Regions from separate parts of the Sus scrofa genome. Here regions 1 and 3 are each linked to region 2. A link is a contact called in public promoter capture Hi-C data. All regions are on one chromosome and are shown on one strand. The core of a region is the stretch at or near the end of the contact, and the rest is flanking DNA. Distances in the headings are between cores, read along the strand shown.

Region 1 (4,505 bases), core at 1,681-4,180, 280 kb before region 2:
TGCAATAATTACAGAAGAGCAGACCCCAGGCTGGTAACCTCCTTGAGAGCTGGATGGCAATGCACAAAATGACAGCACTTCCTGGTGGACGGACCTGGGGCTACCTTACCCCAGCTGCAGCAACTGTTTGCTTAAAATTCTAAAACAGGAGTTCCCATCGTGACTCAGTGGTTAACGAACCTGACTAGCATCCATGTTAACTAACCTTGGCCTTTCTCAGTGGGTTAAGGATCCGGCGTTGTTGCCGTGAGCTGTGGTGTAGGTCACAGACACAGCTTGGATTTTGCATTGCTATGGCTATGGAGTAGGCCGGCAACGGTAGCTCCAATTCAACCTGTAGCCTGGGAACTTCCATATGCCGAGAGTGTAGTCCTAAAAAGCAAAAAAAATTCTGAAAACATGTTAACACAAATAACGGGGAGAGGGTGGATTTGGGGGAGCAAAACCATATTTTTCTTCTTCTGACTCTGTATTAAAAGTGGATCACCTTGCCCCAAAGAAATCTGAGAAGTTTGATGGATGTCTTGGGTTTCTCGTGGATTGGCCCTTTGGGTCCAAAAGACCATGACAAGTTACGGCTTAATCACTGATCTCAAAGACGTTCTTTACACATTCGTTTGGCACATGGTCTTCCTAACTGTTCTCGTGTGCTGAGACTCTTTTACCTCTACACCAGTATTTCCCAGCCAAGTTTACCACAGCCCCCCTCGGGTGAATCTATAGTTGGTTTTCTGCTACTGCTCAAAAATTTTGTCAAGGTTGACTTTATGGAATTGGTTTTACAAAATCAATAGGTAGTTTGAATGTTCCTTTTCACACTTCATGTGTCTCCCTGGCTACCATCCCCACCCCACCCTACTCTGAGAATCCCTGCTATGAACGAGTGTCCTGAACCACGACAACTCACAGATCTCATAGGAAATGTTTAACAATGGTGTGAAGGGTCTGAGCACCCAATGAGAGATGCCACATGAAAAGTGAAGCACACCTGGTCTTCACTTGGTGCCCCAGAAATCAGAGGTATGAGAGCAGACGTGGCGATCATACGGTAACCCTCTGCCATGTAAGACGGTCTCCCAGGGCATCCTGAACAAGTGTGTATTAATTGGTTTAGATTTAAATGTTACCACAGAAAACTTGTAACCCCCTCCCCCAAGAACATGACTGAAATTTTGGGAAAGACTGTTCTAAATGATTTTTCTCTTTTTTTCCCCTATTCTGTGAAAACTTAAGACTCCCATACTATGCAGTTTGTTCTAGAATTGCAGGATCAAGTTATTTTTCCTCTGCAGTCTCTATCTCTAGTCTGAATAATTAGTCTCTTTGCTAATAAAGAAGTATGCAGAGATCAAAAAAAAAAAGGAAGGAAGGGAGCTGAAAGAAACCTTTGAGGTAACAAAGGATCATGTGTTTTTTGCCTTTTTTTCTTTCTTTCTTTTTTTTTTTTTTTTTTTTTTTTTGCTTTTTTAGGGCTGCACCCACGGCATGTAGAAGTTCCCAGGCTAGGGGTCGAATTGGAACTACAGCTACCACCCACACCACAGCCACAGGAATGAGGGCTCTGAGCTGAGTCTGCAACCTAAACCTGAGCTCACAGCAACGCCAGATCCCTTAACCCACTGATCGAGGCCAGGGATTGAACTTGCATCCTCATGGATCCTAGTCAGATTCGTTTCTGCTGAGCCACATGGGGAACTCCTCTTTTCTGCCTTTTCATCCTTCTCTCCCTATTTCACACAATTCTTTCTTCTTCTCCACTATGAGACTCTAGCAACTCACAAAATTGGAGGATGGTTTCCTGTAGCTTAGGTAAGAATATCCTCCTCCAAAAGTCATCCAGCAGTGAATTCATTTACACACTATACCTGTTGCTGGAGTCCTCCCAAAGATAAATCATTACTGATCCCTGTTCCCAGTCAAGATACCTGAGAAGCTTAAAAGGGCCCAACCTATAGCTTCAGGGCCTCCTTACCTTGAGCCAACATTGTAGATGTTGTACTGTAAGGTCAAGTCTCGCCCCTCCACAGCATATCTGTTCAGCAGTGATTTGGAGGCCAAAAGCCTGGCTCCTTCTTCTGCTTGAGTGACAGCAAAGAGAGTCAACACCACGAATGCCAGCAGCCTCATCTTTGGAGGAAAAAGCAAGTGAGCAGTCAATCCAAGCATGTAAAACCACCAAAATCTTTCTGACAGTCCTTTCTTACAAAGTCCGTCAAAAGATCTTTTGAGCTCATCAAAGCAGCGGCCACTTTCACAGAGCAGAGTATACGCTACCAAAGCTGTCCCATTCGCAAGCTTCCCACCAAATCCACCCTGCAGCCCTCGAAAATCTGTAGACCTCCAGGGCATATCTGCTACCTATTACTGCGAGGGGTCCTGGGTGCTCCCCAATTACTGGGGTCTTCTGAGAGAGCTCCATGTGGCCAGAATAGAGGTTTCCTTGGCCTGCCGCATTTCGGCCCATCTCGGAACTGTAGCAGCCTCTAGCTTTCCTTCACACAGGAATCCCTCACGACTGTTGCCTTTCCCCGGCTGCTATTCCTCCACCAGCACCCCAGGTATCCCAATGCGCGCTAGCGGGGTCCTCCCTCACGCCCCTGTATCCTACTGTCCATTTTTCCCGCGGGACCGCATTCGTCCTCGTCTTCCACATCCCTTTCTGGGGCCCTCTGAGGGCTTAGTCTGTTCTGCCCCCCCTCCGTCTCTTGCCAAGATTACACGTCCTCCAGCCAGCGTGCTCTATTCCCTCCCCGCCCTGCCAAAGCTAACCCTCAGCCGCTGAGTGTTGTGTGGACACGAACTTTGGCACCCCCAGAATCAAAGGACTCACCGTGCGCACCCCACAAACCCTTCAGGGGGCCACGAAGGCCGGAAGAGAGCGTCAGCACCCGAAAGACCGGAAATGAGCTCTGGCCGGAAACGTTGGTACTCTGCTGGATGCCTTCTGGGAGTTGTAGTTCTCAGACAAGCCCCACCTTTCCTTTGTAGAGCGCGCCTGCCTCCGGGATGCTGCAGCCTCTGTGATCGATTTGTCTGTGCTCCTTCACGCTTTTCTTTCTTTTCTTTCACGCTTTTATTATTCTGCCGTCTAGAGTGGCTTTTCAAGCTGGCTTTCCAGTACCGTAGATGACCAGCACCTGATTAAGTGCTTTGTGGGACTGGCAAACGTAGAGATTAGGATCTTCTGTCTACAATGTCGAGTGTACTATCGAGCTAGGAATTAGAGAAAAACTGTTGCTCTCCGGGCTACCACCATTCTCTGTATTTCTAGGCGAAAAATTTACTCATCTTCTATATCCAGCTAGCTACCCTAGAAAGCCCTGAACTTTCCTTAGAAGCCCTTTGAGGTTCCAAAAAAGTAGATCCTTTCTTTAATTTTTTTTTTTTTTTTTTAGGGCCTCTCCTGAGGCATATGGATGTTCCCGGGCTAGCCGCCTCTGCTGTCTGCATCACAGCTCAGTGGAAGCTTAACCCACTGAGCCCACTGAGTGAGGCCAAGGATTGAACCCTAGTCCTCATGGACACTAGTCGAGTTCATTACCGCTGAGCCACAACGGGAACTCCGGCTTGGTTTTTGGTTTTTTTCTGATTGTTTCTGATCTGGAAAATCTACCTTCATGATTAGGTGCTATTTCTCTAGTGTACACTTATTCAGAGATCCTACAGTGATGCTGAACGCACAGGAGGTGCTCAAGAAACACCTGCTGATTGGATGAATTTTCATCATCTCTATTTACAGTCTCCTTATTGGAATCTATTCTGACTAGAGGAGAGATTTGAGAGTCAATTGCTAAGGAAAATATTTCCATTGAAAGACTTCCAAAAAAATACAACTTCTTCCTGCCATCTTCAAGGGAACCCCACCAAGAGATTGAAGTAGAACTTTTTTTTTTTTTTTTTTGTCTTTTTTTTGTTGTTGTTGTTGTTGTTGTTGTTGCTATTTCTTTGGGCCACTCCCGGGGCATATGGAGATTCCCACGCTAGGGGTTGAATCGGAGCTGTAGCCACCGGCCTACGCCAGAGCCACAGCAACGCAGGATCCGAGCCGCGTCTGCAACCTACACCACAGCTCACGGCAACGCCAGATCGTTAACCCACTGAGCAAGGGCAGGGACCGAACCCGCAACCTCATGGTTCCTAGTCGGATTCGTTAACCACTGCGCCACGACGGGAACTCCTGAAGTAGAACTTTGTTAGATGAACATGGAACTGCGTGCCAGGACCAGAGGCATGCAGAAATGGTAAGGCTACCTAGGGTGCACTCTGTGCCCCCAGGGCAGTGTCACTGGTTTCATGTCCTGTTTTGTGGTTTTTAAGGCAGAACCCAAGCTGCCCACTGACCTCTCTTTTGGGATCTGCAACAAGAGGGCCACCAAGAGAGTATGTGACCAGGCCGAGAAGGAAGTGGCAAGCTGCTTTCAGGCTGGTGGCTAGGCAGGTACCCAGAAATAGTCTTGCTGCAAAATTTAGGGGCTTCAGATGGGCATAAGTTAGCTGGAAGTGCA
Region 2 (4,271 bases), core at 264-2,763:
GGTACACAGAATCATACTGACATTCCCAGCGTAATTATTAAATAGTTCCTCCCCCCTTCTCCCCTGTGTGCTATGGAATGAGAACACACACTCAAAAGCATCTGGGTTTGCGAGATACAATCACTTCATGCTTGGACATAACCAGAATGCCTCAGGAACCCACTGACCATCAGTAAGTGTGACCTACATGTTTTAATAGGAAGTCTAATAGGTTAGGGCCGCTAATGCAAGGGATTAACTCCGACCTCAAAAGAGCTGAACAACGCACTACTCACCTTAGGGCCCTCTCAATGGCTATACCTGAATCAAAAGAATGTTTATTTCACTCCTCTCTCCAAATTATACTTCCCTACAGTTTGTTGTAAAATTTCCCACCCATCAAACCTAAACATTCATTCACAGTTCTCAGGATTTAGATTCCTATTTCAGGCACTGATAACCAAAATCCTGCATGGACCTTTCTGATTGGATTCATCAGAAAAAAATTGGTTTTTTTTTCTGGGTTAAGTGGATTCTTGTTTGCAAACAGTTATTTTCCAGGTATACAGAAAATCGATAGCATTCTACACGCATAAGAGAGGGACGGAAAATGACTAATAAGGCTGAGATTACACAGAACAGAAACATACCCGAGGAAGACAACAGAAATGCGACTCATTCCCCATAGGTAAAGAGACCCAATGGAAAAATGTGGGAAAACTCAGTTGGTAAGTGGGAAAGATTACCACGGAGGGGATATCAAGGGAATAACTACATCTAAGATAAACCAGTGAGGAAGGTAGGGTTACTTGAGGAACAGAAGTTGCAGAATGGAAATTCAAGAGGACAATTACTGAAAATACAAATAACCAAGGCTACCACTCGCTCTTTTAAGCAATTGTCTCTACTTATCTCACTTGAGTCACAATCTTACGGGAAAATAGTTAATCCTAATAATAAAGATGGAAACGTTTCAATCAAACAACGTGGCTGACGCCACACCACTACTAAGGGATGGGCCAAGGTTAAAATGCTAGGCCAAACTTAAAAGCCGTTAGTCACAAAACTGCACACTGAAAATCACTCAAAGAAGGTTGCAAGGGCGGGGGTTGGAGGTGAAGAACAGAATGCCGAGTGGGAAGCATCTTCCCGAGGCCAGAGCCCGGAAAAATGAGGCTCGAGAGAGAAAGGTCAGTTTGCGTTTGTGTAGACATGGGAATACGTTAAGGGTAGACAGGAAAGCAGAAGGGGCTTCCAAAATGAACGACTGGAAGGCTCAGGGGCCGGACCAGGGCGGGACTGGGCTGAGGCAAGGCTGTAAAGTGCCGAAAGAGGGAGATGAAGAGGGGGTCCCTTCCCCAGCTTTCCCAAAACTCACTAAGCACGAGCACCGGACGATGGCCCATCATGGCGGCGCGATGCAGAGCCGGGTACCCAAAGCAGGGGGAACCGGCAGAACCTTCTGGAGAGAGAGAACCAGCGAGAAGCCCAGAAAACGCTGCCTCCTCAGGGCTTACACCCAACCCCGCTACCCTCCCGGGCGCCCCCAATCACCGCACCCATCTCACTGACCGGCACGGAAACAGGCCAATTGACATTCTTAGCCCCGCCCCCTACGCAAGAACGCGGGGCAAGCTAGGTAGAGAGAGCACGGTGATGGCAATGAGAGGGCAGAGGCGCTTGCGCAATGGGGTGGCCGCTCCCGGCCGCGTGCGGCGCGAACCTTGGCGCAAGCGCCAAGGATCGGGTAGTTGGCCGGAACGCCACTGCGCATGTGTGTCAACTATAAGGGTGGGTGCTGGGGTAGAGGCTTTCCATTAACACCGCAGGTGAGGTCATTAAACTCATGCGTCTCGACTCCTTTCGGACGCCAAGGTGGAGAATGACTTGACAGTTTCCATGCTTTCGTTCCAGCTTTGGCTACGGGGAGGACTAGAAGGGGCGGGACCTAAACCGGCAGTTGAGAGAACACCTGGCCCCTTTGATGCGGGGTGGAATGGGAGTTGTAGTCCGATCAGACTGAGCTGGGCGGTAACTAGCCTTCTGGGCACGCTGGGAGTTGTGGTTTACTGCCTCTGACTCGTTCCTATGCATGGACCTTTCCCTCTTAGGCAAATACTATCTATTGAGGCCGTGAATGGTACCTGAGAGTGCTGGCTTACCGACCCCTCGAGTTATCCTATGTAAAACATTTTCTCAAGTGTTTTCCTCTAGTGCTCTCAGATTTTCTTTATCCGTGTCCATTCTTTCCCCTGCCCTCCTCATGCCCTCAGCTACTGGTCCATTAGAGATGTTGGAGAACCAGAGTTTTTAAGTTACCTTACAGGATAGGAAAAGGGCTGATCCCGCAGAAATCAAAACTAGGGGAGAACACAGTATTTGCCCACATTTTTAGGAGACGCTTAAAGTTTGGGCGTAGTTAAAGTACTGTTTTGTCCAGAGAAAAGAAACATTACTAGAAACAGTTTTTTGTTTTGTTTTGTTTTTTAGTGAAAGGATGAGAGCACGAACAATTCAAGAACAGTTACTTATGTTTGGCCATAAAATAGAACAGTACACACCCTTTCATACTTTTTCCTTCCCAAACTGGAGCAGCCTGATATGTGCTGGGGAGAACTTATATGAAATTGTTAATAGTAAAATAATAGCATGGGTTGTTGGTCATGTGATGTTGTGATTCTTTCCCAGGCACCACACCTGTAGGTGTTCAGATGGAGCAGCATTCTAGTCATCCTACTAACAGAAGAGGTGTGTGTCAGAGGCCCTGCTTCCTTTCCCTTAAAACCAGACTTTGATTGGAGTTCCCGTCGTGGCTCAGCAGAAACGAACAAATCTGATTAGTATCCATGAGGACACAGGTTCGATCCCTGGCCTTGCTCAGTGGGTTAAGCATCCGGTGTTGCCGTGAGCTGTGATGTAGGTCACAGATGGCGGCCTGGATCCTGTGTTGCTGTGGCTGTGGCATAGGCAGCAGCTATAGCTCCGATTTGACCCCTAGTCTGGGAACCGCCATATGCTGCAGGTGTGGTCCTAAAAAGAAAAAAAAGAAAAAACAAACGAAAAAAAACCCAGACCTTAATTGCTCAGCTTTTGGGAAAATGAAGCTAGTTGTATGTATGGTTTTGTTTGTTTGTTTTTTTTTTTTCTGTTACTTAATTGGAAAGTATAAGTATTTTTTCTGCGTTTCTCTCTAAACAGGAACATTCCTGGAATTCCTGTTGTGGTGCATCAGAAACGAATCCGACTAGGAACCAAGAGGTTTTGGGTTCCATCCCTGGCCTCTCTCAGTGGGTCAAGGATCCAGGGCATTGCCCTGAGCTGTGGTCTAGGTCGAAGACGCGGCTTGGATACTGCATTGCTGTGGCTGTGGCATAGGCAGCGGCTGTAGATGATTTGACTCCTAGCCTGGGAACTTCCATATGCCGCATGTGTGCCTCTTAAAAGCAAAAAAAAAAAAAAAAAAGCGTGTGTGTGTGTGTGTGTGTGTGTGTGTGTAAATGCACATATATATATATGTACATGCACATGCTTTTTTTATACATATGTATGGTATATTATATACATATATTTGGTTCCTTTTAAGTATGGATTGTGTGTAAAGTATTCTTCAAACCTTACAACCTGGTAGAAAATGCATCCTCATACACTTAGGAAGGGCTCAGATTATTTAGAAGTACATTTTTGTGGAAGTTAAAAAATCTTTCAGATAGTAAGAAGAATCCCAAGTTTCAGCTTTGGTCTCCTTCCCACTCTGCAAGAGCTGTCAAGTGACTGGTGGTCATGACTCTGGAGCAGGAGCAAGGAAAAGATGGAAGACCTACAGTAGGGCATATAAAAATCCACAAACTATGCAAAAAAACCCTGGATTTCCCTCACCATGTCAGGGAATAAAACATTTCAATTTTCATAGGCTCAGTGCCTTTCCCGATGGAAAACACCTTAGCTTAGCACCCATGTACAGGGACTTCTTTCTCCTGACACTCTGAATAAAGGACTAGAATAAGACATTTTCCTTCGGGGTTCCCATCGTGGCGCATTGGAAATGAATCCAACTGGGAACCGTGAGGTTTTCGGTTCGATCCCTGGCCTTGCTCAGTGGGTTAAGGATCTGGTGTTGCCATGAGCTATGGTGTAGGTCGCAGACACAGCTCGGGTATGGCATTGCTGTGGCTGTGGTGTAGGCCGGCAGCTGTAGCTCTGATTTGACCCCTATCCTGGGAACCTCTGTATGTCTTGGATGTGGCCCTTAAAAAAAAAAAAAAAAAAAAAGACATCTTCCTTCCTTCATACAA
Region 3 (4,768 bases), core at 2,068-4,567, 410 kb after region 2:
AAAAGAAAAGAAAAAAAGTTTTTTGGCTGTATGCATAGCATGCAGTATTTCCCAGACCCAGGATCAAACTTGAGCCACAGCAGTGACAACACTGGAGACTTAACCATGAGGCCACCAGGGAACTCCAAATTTTTTCAAAATAAGCTTTCATGCCTTTAAAAAAATTCCTCTAATTGAAGTCTTAGAAGAATTTTTTTTTTTTTTTTTTTTTTGTCTTTTTTTTGACATTTCTTGGGCCACTCCAGCGGCATATGGAGGTTCCCAGGCTAGGGGTCTAATCAGAGCTGTAGCCACCGGCCTATGCCAGAGCCACAGCAACGCAAGATCCGAGCCGTGTCTGCAAACTACACCACAGCTCACGGCAACGCCGGATCGTTAACCTGCTGAGCAAGGGCAGGGATCGAACCCGCAACCTCATGGTTCCTAGTCAGATTCCTTAACCACTGCGCCACGACGGGAACTCCAGAAGAATTTCAAGAGGAACCAAATTAGATATGTCTATTCAATTGATGATCTTTTTTTTTTCTTTCTTTTTTGGCCATCCAGGGGCACATGAAATTCCCAGGGCAGGAATCAGATCTAAGCGCTGCAGGCGTGGCAACAATGGATCCTTAACTCACTGTGTTAGGTCGGGGATCGAACCTGAGTCCTAGTGCTCCAGAGATGCACCATAATGGGAACTCCCAATTCATTATCTTTTACTGGAGGACTTTATTACTGCTATTACCATTTTTTTTTTTTTTCCTTTTTAGGGCCACACCTGTGGCATATGAAGTTCTCAGGCTAGGGGTCAAATCAGAGCTACAGCTGCCAGCCTACACCATGGCCACAGACACAGCAATGCAGGATCTGAGCTGCATCTGCAACCTATACCACAGCTCACGGCAACGCTGGATCCTTAACCCACTGAGTAGGGCCAGGGATCGAACCCACCTCCTCATGGATACTAGTCGGGTTCATTAGCACTGAGCCACGATGGGAACTCTTGCTTTTACTACCTTTGAATAGGTAATACATGCACAGATTACAAATTTCCAAAGGTATAAAGAGTAAACGGTGAGAAACAAATCTTGCCATCCCTCCCTGAAGTTTCTATTATCAATTCCTTACATGAAAACAACCTTTGAGGGCAGGGTGTCTACCTATTAAGGTAAATCATTAATCTTTACAGTAAGAGGACTCTGCTTAGAAAACATTTGTCATAAAAAGACAGATCCCTGGAGTTCCTGTTGTGGCGCAGCGGAAATTAATCTGACTGGGAACTATGAGGTTACGGGTTCGATCCCTGGCCTCGCTCAGTGGGCTAAGGATCTGGCGTTGCTGTGAGCTGTGGTGTAGGTTGCAGACGTGCCTTGGATCTGGCGTTGCTGTGGCTGTGGTGTAGCCTGGCAGCTGTAGCTCCGATTCGACCCCTAGGCTGGGAACCTCCATATGCCACGGGTACGGCTCTAAAAAAAGGAAAAAGAACAAGGACAGTCATTTCCCTTTGAAAGTTTCCCATTCTCTTAAGGTTCTAAATCACTTCACTGTGTGTTAATAGTGAAGTGTTTTTCACAGAAGTAGGGCGGGGCTCCTTCATACTCTATCCATCTTTCAAAGAAGGAGAAGAGAAGTGATTGCCCAAAGTCACCAGGAAGTAGGCTGGGAAACCCAGATTGGAAAAGTTGGTATTAAAGGTCAGCAGTGTGCAGGAGTTCCCTTGTGGTTCAGTGGTATCCATGAGAACATAGGTTCAATCCCTGGCTTGGCAAAGTGGGTTAAGGATCTGGTGTGGCTGTGAGCTGTGGTGTAGGTCAGACATGGCTCGTATCCTGCATTGCTGTGGCTGTGGCATAGGCTGGCAGCAGTAGCTCCGATTTGACCCCTAGCCTGGGAACTTCCATATGCCACAGGTGCAGCCCTAAAAGCAAAAAATAAATACATAAGTAAATAAAGAAGAAGAAGTCAACACTGTGCAAAGCATACCAGTTTCGAGATAGAACCAAAGGTCTAATTTCTCAGGGTAGTCCTCACTGTACCTGCTTTGCAATCAACTGAGGATTTTCTTAAAAATCCAGACTTCTGGGCCCCACTCCACACCTACTGAAGAGGAATCAGTTAGGCTGGAATTCAGCAATTTGCATTTTTAAGAAGCTTTCCCAGGGATCTTAGGCACATTAAAGTTTAAGATTTGGTAGGCAGGAAAAAAAAAGTGCTCTGGGCATCCAGAGCAGGGAGCAAACAGATTGAAGCAAACAGATGGAGAAGGCAGCATATGAATTTGTTGGTGAAGGCAGGGTGAGATTTAGACACATGGAGAAGGTGGGGGTGGGGCGGGGGGAGGTGGAGGGCACAGCAACCTTCTCTAATGGTGAATTCACTCACACTTGGGCCTTCACTGACTCTCTTTTTGGTTGTTGTTGTGGCCATCATCATCCTTTCCATCTTCCTCTTTAGCCTCCTCCCCAAACCTCAACAGTCTTCATGGGCTGAGCTCAGTAGATGCTTCTGCTCTCTGGGAGTAGGGGGATAGAGCACACACAGAGGTGCTTTAGTACATAAAGCTTTAAATTATAAAAGACACAGAGTTGACAAGTAGAGGGCACCCAGTCCCAGGCAGACAGGAAGGGGCAAAGACGAATAAACATGAAAAGGACACAAAATTACAGGTGGACAGGGAAAGAGCAGCAGAATCACGAGCAGACATACCTGAGCTGGGAAAAGGACACACATCAACACGGATGGATAGAAAGGTCACTCACAGGACCAATTAACAAGTTCACGCAGAAAGGCACAACAAACACCAGGCAGAGACAGATACAAAGAACATATGCAGGAAGGGATGGACTCAGGCAATGACTCAAATCTGTGATAGGGGCTGAGATGGAGCTGCCCCCAAATCTCAAGTACCGAGCCCTGCCTTCCAGGGTCCTGCCCATCGTTCTGTTTCACTGCAGAGAGAGCTCAGGACCCAGGCTAGACGGGCCAGATGTGCTCCTGGATGTGCATTTTGGTCAAGGCGAGGGAGATCATTTATTCCCTCTTATGTCACATTTACTTTAGCCTGCAGATGTTTATTATTAGGCCTTCTTTCTGGCTCGCAGCCCAACTTCGTACAGGTCTCTAGGACTCTGATTGTTCCTGGGTGCTCCGGGTTTCTTCAGTGGACTCAAAGGCTTCATCAGTTCATTTACAGATTTACAGATCACTTTCCCTTTAAGCTATTTTCCCCAATCCTCCACCTTCCCAGACTCCCTCACATTCCCGACATCACTTGCAGTTTCTACGAGCACTACGTCTCCCATAAATCTTAGCGCCCAAGCAGCTACCCTAGGGAACTTCAAGTACCGAAATGCTCTCCGACCCGGCTCCCTGACTACCGCGGTGACCGGTGGTACTTGTAGTTGTCCAGGAATTGTCAGACGACTCCAAAAAACTACTCCTCCCAGGAGTCCTCGTGTCAGAGGCGGGTTTACCGCCTGTCTTTCTCCGCGCCGCTTAATTCTTCCTCGGACTCCGATTCCCGCCGTGCCTTGCGCTGAGCTACTTGCGTCGGATAATGGTGCTGTGCTCAAAGTATTCTCTGGGAGTTGTAGTTCCTGTATTGGTGAGGCGAGGAGGAGGCGGAGTGACTCGGCGGCCATTAGCTGTGTGTAGTTGCCCGGGACTAGGAGCTTAAGTGAAGAGGGAAGCCTTATTCGGTGGAAATCAACTGTGGGCATGGGCTTCTGCCACGGATAGTCCTAGAGTACGGGGAAGGCGGGCTTTTTAGTTTCCTGCCCCGCCAAGTGGCGGGGCCCACTAGGCCTCTGGGCATCCCCGGTCTCAAGTAGGCCTTGATTGCCGGCAAGGGCGCCCCAAAGGCGGGCGGCGCCATGTCGCTGGTTGCTTACGCCAGCAGCGATGAGAGTGAGCCGGATGAGGCTGAGCCGGAGCCGGAGGAAGAGGAGGCGGCGGCCCCTACACCTGGGCCCACTTTAGGGGGCTTGTTCGCTTCTCTCCCCGCACCCAAGGGTCCGGCTTTGCTGCCTCCGCCCCCCCAGATGCTGGCCCCAGCCTTTCCCCCGCCGCTGTTGCTGCCCCCACCCACCGGAGACCCCCGGCTCCAGCCTCCTCCCCCCTTGCCCTTCGGCCTGGGAGGCTTCCCCCCACCTCCAGGCGTGAGCCCGGCTGAGGCGGCGGGAGTTGGGGAGGGGTTAGGATTGGGGCTGCCCTCGCCCAGAGGCCCTGGCCTCAGTCTTCCCCCCCCCATCGGCGGCGCCGGGTCCCCCCTGGGGCTTCCCAAGCCAAAGAAGCGGACAGAGCCGGTGAAGATTGCGGCGCCGGAGCTGCATAAGGGGGATGTGAGTATCCGGGAAGGGCACCCCCAAACTGTCCATTGGATTTGGGCATGGGCTAAGCTGTAGGATGGATTCGTGGGGATTCTGGGACTCCGTCCTATAAATGCAACCATTGATTCTAGGCCGCTGGATTCCTGGTACAGTGCGATTAATGGGAGCCGAAGTTTGTCAACTTTCGGGGAGTTAGGGTATTGGTCCACGCGGGTTTCTCCTGCTAGACTCGCCTGCAGAAGGGCCATAAACCATCACCTGGCACTGACAGGCCCAGGCCTAGCGACACTTAGGTCCACTCTCCCTTGTTGCATCTTCACCGCGGGCCAGGTTTTTTGGTTTTTTGTTTTTCCTTTCCCTCTTATACTGAGGACAGCATAAAACCTGGCACTTGAAGAGGTGACAGGAGACAGGATTCCCGAACCCTTGCTGAACATTTAGGACTAACCTTTTCCTTT

The links. Promoter capture Hi-C pulls out the DNA fragments that hold promoters and counts their contacts.
Region 1: a promoter capture Hi-C map of liver shows a contact between it and region 2, with 2.4 times the contacts expected there. The contact joins the promoter of SSR2 here to the promoter of CCT3 in region 2. A contact is called at or near these places in 1 of 5 promoter capture datasets (liver), 2 of 47 Hi-C or Micro-C datasets (epiblast stem cells and liver) and 1 of 2 datasets of contacts at active chromatin or transcription factors (alveolar macrophages).
Region 3: a contact with region 2 is called in a promoter capture Hi-C map of liver, with 5 times the contacts expected there. The contact joins the promoter of PRCC here to the promoter of CCT3 in region 2. A contact is called at or near these places in 1 of 5 promoter capture datasets (liver), 2 of 47 Hi-C or Micro-C datasets (heart right ventricle and skeletal muscle) and 1 of 2 datasets of contacts at active chromatin or transcription factors (skeletal muscle).

Annotation. Positions count from the first base shown.
Region 1 is chr4:94,009,149-94,013,653 of Sscrofa11.1, reverse strand. It overlaps SSR2 (translocon-associated protein subunit beta), which reads right to left and starts at 2,930. Exons shown (of 6, transcript XM_001928470.5): 1 at 2,831-2,930; 2 at 1,973-2,127. The coding sequence starts at 2,127. It also overlaps the pseudogene LOC100519480.
Region 2 is chr4:93,731,209-93,735,479 of Sscrofa11.1, reverse strand. CCT3 (chaperonin containing TCP1 subunit 3) reads right to left here and starts at 1,513. Exons shown (of 14, transcript NM_001244180.1): 1 at 1,358-1,513. The coding sequence starts at 1,388. TSACC (TSSK6-activating co-chaperone protein) reads left to right here and starts at 451. Exons shown (of 4, transcript XM_013996980.2): 1 at 451-1,169; 2 at 2,668-2,727. The coding sequence starts at 2,691.
Region 3 is chr4:93,324,048-93,328,815 of Sscrofa11.1, reverse strand. PRCC (proline-rich protein PRCC) reads left to right here and starts at 3,317. Exons shown (of 7, transcript XM_001924343.6): 1 at 3,317-4,322. The coding sequence starts at 3,855.